2 separate regions of the Gossypium arboreum genome follow, and region 2 is linked to region 1. A link is a contact called in public Hi-C data. All regions are on one chromosome and are shown on one strand. Each heading gives the region's core, a stretch centred on a gene start, on an enhancer-like site or on the middle of the called end of the contact. The rest is flanking DNA. Distances are from core to core; before and after follow the strand shown. Region 1 holds the start of LOC108458777 (2-C-methyl-D-erythritol 4-phosphate cytidylyltransferase, chloroplastic). Region 2 holds the start of LOC108465374.

Region 1 (5,875 bases), core at 2,127-4,626:
AATGAAAGCGTGTTCATAATGGGTGTTGAGTCAATGGTGACACACTCAATGTCTTCTCTTATTAAATAGTTTCCCAAGAAACGATATTTAAGCTAAAGATGATGGCCAAACATTAAGCGGTCATTGTTTTATGTGGAGTTTTGAGAATTAAAATTCATAAACTAATTGAATGTAATCCATGTTCTTGCTAGTTAATCATGGGACCCTAAGGCAACATGGTTGATAGGTGTAAGAATGATTAGGTCAACAGAAAAATGTTTTTCAAAGTTTTAATACAAGACGCATGCATCATATTGCACTCTTGATATGTTGGTGAAATGAAAACATTTGCTTAATGCAAAGATAGTAATTAGTGAATTTTTATTTTTTTTTAGTTCAAATATGTCTCCTACTCCTTTTATTATCATTCTTATCGAGAATAAATTGAATGGGGATAACTTTCGAGAATGGAAACGAAACTTGCTAATAGTTCTCAGTTGTGAGAAATACAAGTTCGTTCTTGATGAAACGTGTCCTCCTGGAGCTCAACCCGAAGTGAGAAATCGCTGGAGAGATTCTGACTCGATTGCTTGATATTATATGTTAGCAAGCATGAGTACTGTGTTGCAAAAGTAACACGAGAATTTTCGTACTACCAAAGAGATCATGACAAATTTAAAGGATTTTCTCGGAAACGAAGTTGCATTGGCTTGACAACCATTATTACAATTTGATGAACTATCAGCAAAAACTTGACACTCCGGTCAAAGAACATATGCTTAAACTTATGGGATTCATTGTTGAAATGGAGGATAATGAGGCTGAACTAGACATGAACGCTCAGATTGAAATAGTGTTCAAATCTTTAACCAAGGAGTTTGCTGGTTTTAGGGCTGCTTACAACTTAGGGAACAAAGCGCTTACCTTCACTCAACTCATTAAGCAATTACAATCCCCTGAGTTGATGCTGAATGGTGGTAAGTCAAATCAGGAGAAACTTGAGGTAAACTTAGCTATAAGCCCTTCGTCCTTTAAGTGGAAACGGAAAACTAAGGGAAAGAAGAAACCGAATAAGTCTTCGATTACACCTTGTGTGGATAGGAAGAAGGCTAAGAAGTCAAAATATACCAAAAAGATCAAATGTTTCTTCTGCAACACAAAAGAGTATTTCATATCAAACTACAAGGAGTATTTATATTTCCTAGCCCAAAAGGAAAAATGTATGAAACTCTTTGTGGTTGAAGCTTACTTAGTGGAAGAATCAATTGAAAATTGGGTTATTGAATTTGGAGCCACTAATCATATATGTGTTTCTTTACAGCGGTTCAACAAAACGAGAAGTCTGTGTGACAGGAGCCTCTCGTTGTAGACCGAATATGGGAGCTATGTTTCAGCCGAAGTAGTGGGAGAAGTTATTTTACATTTTGATGATTTTAGGAAAATTGTTTTAAAGAACATATAATATGTACCTCATTTTAAGAGGAATTTAATTTTTATAGCATGTTTATTTTATGACAGTTATACCGTGACATTCAATAAATGGATTACTATTCATAAAAATCGTTCTTTAATCTATAATGGATGGATAGATGGAAAACAATCTCTACTTTATCAAACCAAATAACTACTCGATACTTCAAACTGAAATAGTGAATAAAAAACTTAAAACTTCTCGCTCTAATTAGGGGTACCTATAGCACTTAAGACTTGGTCATAACCAAAAAAGAATCACTAGACTCGTGAAAGATGGTCCTTTAAGTATGCTTAAAGAAGTTAGTCTTCTACAATATGAATCTTGTTTAAAAGGTTGACTAAGATGTATTTTAATGCGAAAGGTACAAGGGCCAATCAACCTTTAAAACTTGTATACACTGATGTATGTGGTCCCAAGAGCATCAGTGCCCGAGGAAGTTATGATTATTACGTGACTTTCATCGACGACTTTGAGAGATTGTTATTCTACCGAAAAATAGAGAGAATTTATTCTCAACTATTACATATATTTTTTCGGAATAACAATTCTACCGGTTTTTATTAAAAAGAAAGAATTTTCATTTTCACCCCAAAAAGAGAGAAAACTTTTTCTAGTTTTGTGTTTCGATTCAATTGGTTCGGACTCACACTCGAAGCAGTTCATAGTACGAGAATAGCGGAGAAGATTGTTTGGTTGAAAGTTAGGAACAACGAATGTCCGCTAAGTTGAAAACACAGGTACGAATTCGGTTAATGTTTATTGCTATAAATATCACAAACCTGGTTGATTTTCAAAATTTTAATTTTCCGCTGTGCAAGAAAATCATTTTCAAACCAGGATTAAAAAGAGAGAACTTTCGTTTTCACCCCAAATGGAGAGAAAACTTTTTCTAGTTTTGTGTTTCAATTTAATTGGTTCAAACCCACACTTGAAGCAGTTTGTGGTACGAGAATAGCGGAGAAGATCGTTTGGTTGAAAATAGAGAACAATGAACTTTTGCTAAGTCAAAAACTGATGTATGAATTTGGTTAAGGTTTATTGCTATAAATATCACCAATTGGGTTGATTTTCAAAATTTTAATTTTCTGTTGTGTAAGAAAACCATTTTCAAACTGAGATTTTTTCAACATAGGTTCGATTTGAACCTAAGTTTTTAATTGGAAGTATTCAATTTTTTCTTTTATTGTTCGTTCACAAACATCAAGATTCGTGAACGATTACAAGACCACGCCAATTCTATCACATTCAATTCAATCGATTGAGCAATTTCTTATATTTCTCTCATTTAATTTATTTGTGTTCTTTTGCATATTTAAATTAAATATAAGAGTTATGGAGTCTAGATCCTTGAGAGGATAAGTCTCTAGGAAGATTGACAAGTGAGTGTGGGAGTAGTTAACGGAAGAATATGAATTCCCCGAAGGAATTAACTAGTTTTAAATTATGTATGTTTAAACCCTAGGATTGGCGACCCTAGAGAGTCATCTAGGTTAAACGGGTCGGGAGATAAGTTGGTTGAGTAAATCGTGATTTATCCCGACGAGGAAAATGAAGTAGGGAGATAAGCAAGTACCTATCGATTAGTTAATTAGTAGAGGCTGGGAAATAATACTAGTTGATTAGTAGTTAATTCCATTAAAACACAAATTTTGATGTTAACTGCAACCACTGAAACGAGTTAATCATCAGCCTGTTAATCTAATTTAGTTGTTGTTTTATTTTTTTATTATTTAATTTAGTTGAATTTAGTATATGAGCCAAATTATAAATTTAATTAATTATTCAATTACGCCACTATCCTGCTTACTATAAATTGTATGAACAAATAAGACGTATATTCTTCCTTGGGAGGCTTTGCTGTAATGTTTTTCTTTGAATAAATATCTCTCTTTCATTAAAATAAAATACATTAGTTGTGCCATAATATAGTTGACCGGTAAGTTGACTCACATACCTAATTACAATATTACCGCTTTGCGGACTAAGGTCTAATTTGGGCCATTACATAAGGCCGCCGCTGAGATGACAGTGCGCGAAAGATGGGACTTCTTCTGTTTAACAACGCTCCTACTTGCTCCATCTCCACTCAATTTTTTCCATCAAAATCTACTCATGTTACCGCCAATTCTTTCCCTTCCTTTTCTCACTTTCACGTTAGCTTCTCTTCATCAGGTAAGTAGATTTCATTTCCCTTCTTTCTTCGCAATCCTTTCTTGATTCTTTTGTAATTTTTTCGTTTTTGGACTGAGACTCCCCGTATCCGATGGTCAGATCGAGCTGGGTCGGATCCTAATTGGGAAAGCTTTCCTGGCCCTTATTTTCTTTTCATTTGGCGCTTCTCTTTTTTTTTTTCAGGGCAAAAAGTAGGTTTGAGAAGAAGGGCCAGAGTCCGTACTTATGGGATCAAGTGTTCGGCAAAAGTTGATTATGTAAAAGTACATTGAATATTATGTCTCTATGTATATCCACTGCAGTATTTTTGTTGAAATTGGTAGGTTTTGGTTTTCACCCAGGGTTCTGCAGTTGTGAATGAAAAAAGCGTTTCAGTCATTCTTTTAGCTGGAGGCAAAGGCAAAAGAATGGGTGTGAGTATTTATTCTTATTCATTCAATTGTGTTTGCCATCATTTATCGAGTTCGTTTTTATACATCATCAATGGTGGTTTTAAATCACTTGAGCATCAATCTCTCTGTGTGGGTGTGTTGAAATGGCCCGTAAAGTTTTAAGGCCTTTTAAAAAAAAATAAAAAAATCTGATGGCTTTCCTTTAAATTACACATCCTTTGTTATTGGTGGTTCTTTTATATTTTCTAGATTATAGTTTTCTTTTGTTTGTCTAAATAGGCAAGCATGCCAAAGCAGTACCTACCACTTTTAGGACAACCAATTGCTTTGTATAGGTAAATAAGAACAGCTTCTATCAACTTATTCCTTTTATTCATCAACTTGATGCAAGCTTATATTTGGAATCTATAAATCTAGAGTACCATTTTAGATGTAAGGATTGTTGAATAATGTTTGGAAAATGTACAGTGTATATTGAGTTGTTTAGGCTCCATGTTGTTTAACACCACATGGAGTCTTTCACTTTTGTGGTCATTGGGTTATAACAGGTTAGTTGTAAATGTTGTCTTTGTCTATCTGTTCCTTATGATGGTAACTGTTTTCCTCAAATGTGATTTTTATTTGGCAGTTTACATACTTTCTCACGAATGATTGAAGTGAAAGAAATTGTTGTGGTCTGTGATCCATCGTACAAGGACATCTTCGAAGGTCTCTCTCTCTCTTTCACACACACACGATATATATGTATACAACAACATGCATATGCATGCACATACATGCATTTTGTTGGTTGACTGTGTTTGGGCAATCACTCCCACCACTGAAATGGGTATGGATGTTCTGTGCTTGTGGTTAACTCCCTTGAGAAGTGTTTCATTGTTTGGTTTCCTAGATAGATCTTTGATTCCAGTTCTTCAGGAGATACTTCTTGTAATATGATGATATTTGTTGCAGAAGCCATAGACAAAATTAATGTAGACCTTAAGTTCACGCTTCCTGGGAAGGAGAGACAGGATTCTGTTTACAGTGGCCTTCAGGTATCAGCAAAATGCTTTGATATTAAGAGTAGAACTAAAGAACACTGTTAGTTTGAGTATACATACTGTTGAGTTGTCTTTGCTGCAATCTTTTGTTTCCTCATTTTGATACTTGTGCACTATGATATTTAACTAGTCTTTGGTGTAGCTTCCAAAGCTAAGTCATTATTCTTTATTAAGAAAAGCTCACTTTAGATCTTGGAAATTCTACTGAAAAGCAAGTTATTCTTCATATAATATTTCCTTTCTTATTTTTCTGCATTTCTTTGTGCCTCCTAGACTGGAATAAGTTACCCTTCCTTTCACACTTCCCATTTTTATTATCTGCATTTGTTTGTGGCATCATCTTCGACCTTTTGTCAATAGTGGATGTCTGCCTTATAGAATGAAATTTGTTCCACGTCTTATAAAGGGACCCAATTATGGTCCGGCAGTACCAGCATCCAATAATTCTGATCTCAATGTAATCTTACTTTCTGAAATTTTCTTGCTGAGGTTTGTTTCACACAATTTAATCTAAAACATAAACACCTAGAAAATTTATGTTCTCAATCCCACAGGAATGATATCATAATATCTGTACAAAGATAAGAGTTGCATATAGCTTTGGCCCTTTCCTCGACATTTCTGACATTAGAATTTAGTTATATTCCTCCAATTATAGTTCCCTCCCAAAGTATGTATTTAAAATACTAACCCCTTGAATATAGTACTAAACAATCTCACTCTATAAATTGCCAACTCAAAAAGTTATATTCTATCTCTTCCTTTGTCATAGTACTTTCTTTTCTATTGATTAGTTACCCAATTTTTTAACTTGT
Region 2 (5,875 bases), core at 2,301-4,800, 170 kb before region 1:
AAAAAACCAAAAGTGGGCTTCAGTTAAAAGTATTGATCAATAAACAATCCCACTGTGCCTACACAATGAAGAATCCTCTTCGTCAAGTTTCACCAATAAGCAAACACTCTCATATCAGCTACACAATGTCATTAAGGATGTGGTTCCACACTTGCGAGGTTGAAAATTAACAGGACTAGAAAACCAATCATCTTAATTTGCAACCATTGGATTAAATATAAAATACATCCAATAGTTAATAGGAGACTGTGACCGAAAATTGAATAACCTAGACATGCAAAAAGGACTAAGCACTTGAACATTCAATAATTCATGATACAAGTAAACAAACAAAAACAACTTAGGATTTCAAAAAGGTAACTGTACATGTGAAAATTCTGCTCAAACTGAAACAAAAGTAAGGGTGAACAAAATTCGATTCGACTCGAAAAAATCAAAAAAAAACTTGAATTTCGAGTTAAACGAATCGAGTTATTCAAGTCAACTCGAATTTTTTTTCGAATTTCGAGTTAGAATCGAGTTGAGTTTTCGAATTCGAATAACTCGAATAATTTGAATATCAAACTATAATATTTTACATTTTTACCCCAAACTCTCAAACTTTTTTACTTTTCTCTCAAAACTTTTACTCCTCCTCACTTTCCTACCCAAACTTTTACTCCTCTCCCATCCCAACCCCCCAATCTACCCAAAATCCATTTCCCACCAAAATTTTACTCTCCCATTTACTTTTTCTCAAAATTTTACTCCCAAAAACCCTTAAAACTTTTTATTTTTCCCCAAAATTTTTACTCCCTCCCGCTTTCCCCCTAAACTTTTACTCCCTTCCCATCCACCTCCGATCTACCCCAAACTCATCCCCCAAATATTTTTTTTAATATTTTCCCTCCAAAATTTTACTCCCCCGTTTACTTTCCCTCAAACTTTTATTCCCCAAAACTTTTTATTTTGCTCCTAAACTTTTACTTCTCACCCTTACTCTCAAATAAAAATCAAAATTATCCAAAAATCACTAAACATAAATAGTAATAATTTTATTTATATATACTATTTATATTATTAAATTAAATTTCACATTTTATATTATTTATATTATTGAATTGTTTAGTCATATTGAATATTTATATTAAAATTGAATTATTAACTATGCCATAAAATATTCGTGCTAAAATTTTGTATTGGTATCAATTTCACATTTTATATTTAAAATAACTTTTATTAAAAAATCACATTTTTACATTTAATATATTCTTTTATTCCAAAATACATAGTGACAAGAATCTAAAGATAATTGAAACAACTAAGCAAGCAAAGAAGTTAAGCCGTATATAAAAGATTAATAAATAAATTATGAGGTGATGAAAGTTAATAAAAAAAATTTGATTAAGTGGATAAATTTTATTATGATAGGTGACAGTGGGCACAAGGACCTAAAATTATTTTTTAAAATTTAACTCAAACAAATATATTCGATTCGATTCGAATTCCATTTCACTCGACTCGATTCGAGAAAATTTCAAATCAAATTAGATTAAATATGATTCGTCAACTCGATTAACTCGAAATTTTTTCATTCGATTCGATCGAACGCTCACCCCTAAACAAAAGAGTGCACACACAAAGAGTATCATGTTATTCTCCCAACTTATTTCAATATAATGCTTCAAACAGACGAATATATTTTTCTTATCAAAAAGCTAGGTCAGCAAATTAAGTTTTTTTGCAAAAACAAAACTAATTGTTCAAAACTTACCAACATGAGAAGGAAGAACAGTAATATGGGGATGTGAATGGTACCACCCAATAACTCGTGTTGTTCTGCCAGTCGATGCAGTCATTCTGTACCTTGAAGTTAATTTCAAAACAAAGCTAAGAATCTTGAACATGTCACTAAATCAGAACACACAAAAGATATTTATGGTAAAAGTTATACTAGCTCTACACTTTTATGCCAATGACATTTGGTGTAAGTTGCAGAAATTAACAAATTCAAGTTAGCTCTAAAAATGGCTTTTGGTGAAAGCAGCTAAGCAGAAAAAATTATCATTTCACATTAAACACAGTGCAAGCACATTTAGAAAACTAAAGCTTTAGATAATTAGGCAAATTACTAACGAACACGATAAACTAGTCTCTTCTAGACACTTATCATGATTTACAAGATTTAAATCATCACTAGGAATCACTGGAAAGGCCAACACTAGTGACCAGCGAACTAATTTTCTTTTATACTGTAATGAACACAAAATCAAACGCCAATTCATTAACAACAAAGAAAAAATGCACAAAGATTTAAGGATATATCAGCTTGAGCTGATGCAGCTGCCAACTGTTCAGGATTTGTCTCAACTCGGTCCTTCCGCCGATCAGATCGTGATTGTGGTGACGCTCCCCATATCAATGCAGTGACATTTCCATCTTTTGAGTACTGGAATTTGCAAGAGGTGAACAAAGGAACATAAACTGAATCATAAAATCCAGAAAATAGAATGACAAAAGTGCAAGACAAACCAATCATATTACAGAGCAATACTCTTTGTCGTATGAAACCAAAGTTTAAAAAGATCAGACTTATCATCAGTTATGTTACGTATAAAGAGGTTCAAGTTCCTAGGACCGTGTTTCAGTAAAAATGGCTTATTGAATGCAACAATCCACAAAGTCAAAATGAACCAAAGGTAGATACACTTCCAACATTGCTTTTTAGAAATACATAACAAGAACTACATCTGCTAATGTATAAAATTAATGCAATAAAGGGGATTTCCACATCAAAATCAGGAAAGAGTAAGGTGTGAATTTCTTCAGTTTATTTGCATTATCCAAACTGAACAAGAAATTGGTAAAACTCAGTCCCTTAAACAAAAAAAAAATTTAAGATATATAATCTACTGCTTACTATAAGCACACACATTCAGAAGGAAAAAATCAAAGACTAAAACTTGACTTCAACAATAACCCAAAGCATATAAATAAAACTTGGAAAAATTAGATCAATTTTTTACTTAAAATACAAGAACCCATTTCAGCTAAAAATTAAAACGAAAAACCCAAAGAATTTTGACATTAGTCCCCCTTTTAACATCAGGCGCCATATAAATTACATTAAAAATTTTTGAAAAGAAAAAAAGATTGATTTTGAGACAAGGATTTTATGCAAACATATATAGGAGGAGGGAAAAAAAGACAAACCTCAATATCACCGAGAAGAAGACCCATGATCTCTTCAGTTTCAGTGGACAATGCATGTGTAAGACAAGTTAACCAAACATCCTCAGACATTTTCACACATGTTAAAGACATTCTCTAAATTAATAATTTTTCTTTTCTTCAAACAACTTTCTTTCTTTCTTTCTCTGTTCTTGTCTTTTTAAGATTCAAGATCTTTAGAGAAGGGTTTCTTTTCTTTTGGGGTGGGCGATAGATCTTGATGGACAGGAATGTACGAACAGAGGGATACGCCACAATCAATTCTAATTTATTTTTTTGTAACCATAAAATCTAGACCGTTTATTTCTGATACATCAACAGAAAAATCCATTTCCTACCACCCACCATTGTTTTCTCAACTATTTTGTTCACTTTTGATTATGCTATTTACATTTTTTTACATTATTTACAAAATTAATTTATAACTTATTTTCTCTTGATGGCTTTGATTATTTTTATTCATAATCCATTTAGTATAACACTAAATTTTGTACCTTCAAAAAAAAAAACTAGATTTTAGATGATTGAGAGGACTAATTTATCAATAAATGGCAAATAAAAATAATAGATTTTAATAAAAATTATAAAAATAGGCCATTTTTTAGATAGTGCTTCTAACTGGAAGTATTTTCAGCGTGTTGCCTAGAAAACAATTCCAACTAGAAGTACTTTTCCCCTAACAGTAAAAAATAATGGCTATTTTTCCAATGACTATTTAATTAGCCGTTGGACACCTACCCAAACGGTCAAATTTATTTTCTTATAAACCTAGCATTCTATTTTTTTCCAATTCAATCTCAACTCTCTCTCAGATTCTCAATTGTCTCTCAAATTCCTCTCAATACCCATTTAAATTCACTATTTTTTTTTTGCTCTCTCAATTTTATTTCTTTTTTATTTAAGTTATCTTAACATTTTCTTAAATTATTTTTCTAACACAAATTTTTGGGTTTTTTTTAAAATTATCAATGGCAAATTCAAATTCTCTAATCCGTCATTATAATAACCACATTTTTGTCAATCAATTGCATATGGTAAGAATATTTCTTATTATATTTTAATGTTGTATAATTTTTATATTTTTATTATATTTTAATTTAATATTTTGTATTTTTTTTCTTGAATAGGCGGAAGATCGAATTTTGCAATCCAACATTCGTAATCTACCCGCTCCTCCATCACCTTTAAGAGAAGTAAGTTTTTCGCACGTGGCCCTTGTAGGTAGGGATGTAAGTTAGACCGAAACTCGTAAGCGCGTTGGAGGAAAGGTGGAGACGCACACTTTCTATGTTTCATGCGGCGAGTGTACCATCACTCTAAAAGATATGCAGTTACAGCTCGAGTTACCAGTGGATGGGTCCGTATTGACTGAGACTGTTCATACCGATTGGAAAGCGGTATGCGACAAACTTTTGGGGTTGGTTCTGGAAACACTTTTTGAAGGTTGGATAGAAATGACTTAGTTAAGAAGAAATTTTGATGAGCTCGATGAGGATTCGACTGAAGTCAAAAGAGAACAACATGCTCGGGCTTACATCCTTATGATTATCGAGGGTATCCTAATGCCAGATACATCACAAAATCTCGTCTATTTAAGGTGGTTGCTGAAACTCGTCAACTTTAAAGAAGCAGGTGAACTCAATTAGGGGTTCGTCGTGTTGGCAACCTTGTACTGGAGATGTGTTAGGCAACACAACCATGAAAAATTAAAATTGGTGGTTGCATGCTACTACTACAGTCATGGGCGTAGTATCAACTGCCATTTTACATTCTGAAGCAAACTACCCTTACACGTTTCCTTTCGTAACAAGGTAAAATTCATTAGATAAATTATTTACCGTAATAAAATAATTTAAAGTTTGAATTATTTTGTTAACAAATTATTTCAATAGGTGGAATCATGGGCTGAGTTACGCGAAACTACTGAAAGAGTTGCGAGATCTACGACTTCTATTAGACCAACAATCTGAAGCGGAGGTAAGTATTTTTTTTAAATTTGAAATTATATAATATTCATGTATTTAATTTGAGATTTAATAGTATATATATATAATTAGTTTTTTATAATTTTAATATAATTTGTATGGACACCATACGAGGTTCAGTGATCGTGAATGCATCTCGTTCGAATTCCTAGTGAATCCCGTCGGACGAGATGCATTCCTGAATCGCTGGACCCTCGTATGGTGTCCATACAAATTATATTAAAATTATAAAAAACTAGTTATATATATATACTATTCATCGTCAGAGATGCATGAGTCAAATTGGGTGTTGCAGCAATTTGGGTTCAGGCAATCGATTCTAATGGTACCTTAGGACCTCAATGATCTACATCCTATTGACTTGCAAATGAGGCCAGATGAGGATTAGATTAGATTCCACGCCGAATATATTAACATATGGAACAATCATTATAAGTTTTTACCTCCTCGTAAGGCCATTGTCGCTCCGGAGTTAGTTTGTGATTCGGAGTACATGCTTTGGTTTAGGCTTCTTGGCAAGCCATACTTGTTGAGTGAAGAAGATAGGGTGGGCAATCACATACGAGGAGGCCACGATGGCCACCGATATATCCAAGGTCTTGCGACGAGGGCCCGTCGTCTGCACCTACTTCAGAGTCGACACCGACACCGATGCCCACACTACCCCTTAGTTAGTATGT

Evidence for each region. A called contact is a pair of places that touch in the nucleus more often than the background predicts.
Region 2: a contact with region 1 is called in a Hi-C map of leaf, with 2.5 times the contacts expected there. The contact joins the promoter of LOC108465374 here to the promoter of LOC108458777 in region 1. A contact is called at or near these places in 2 of 5 Hi-C or Micro-C datasets (both in leaf).

Annotation. Positions count from the first base shown.
Region 1 is chr6:78,267,200-78,273,074 of ASM2569848v2, reverse strand. It overlaps LOC108458777 (2-C-methyl-D-erythritol 4-phosphate cytidylyltransferase, chloroplastic), which reads left to right and starts at 3,376. Exons shown (of 13, transcript XM_017758181.2): 1 at 3,376-3,625; 2 at 3,809-3,888; 3 at 3,967-4,038; 4 at 4,297-4,352; 5 at 4,646-4,725; 6 at 4,972-5,054. The coding sequence starts at 3,493.
Region 2 is chr6:78,438,884-78,444,758 of ASM2569848v2, reverse strand. LOC108465374 reads right to left here and starts at 3,550. Exons shown (of 11, transcript XM_017765708.2): 1 at 3,193-3,550; 2 at 2,303-2,428; 3 at 1,754-1,841. The coding sequence starts at 3,303.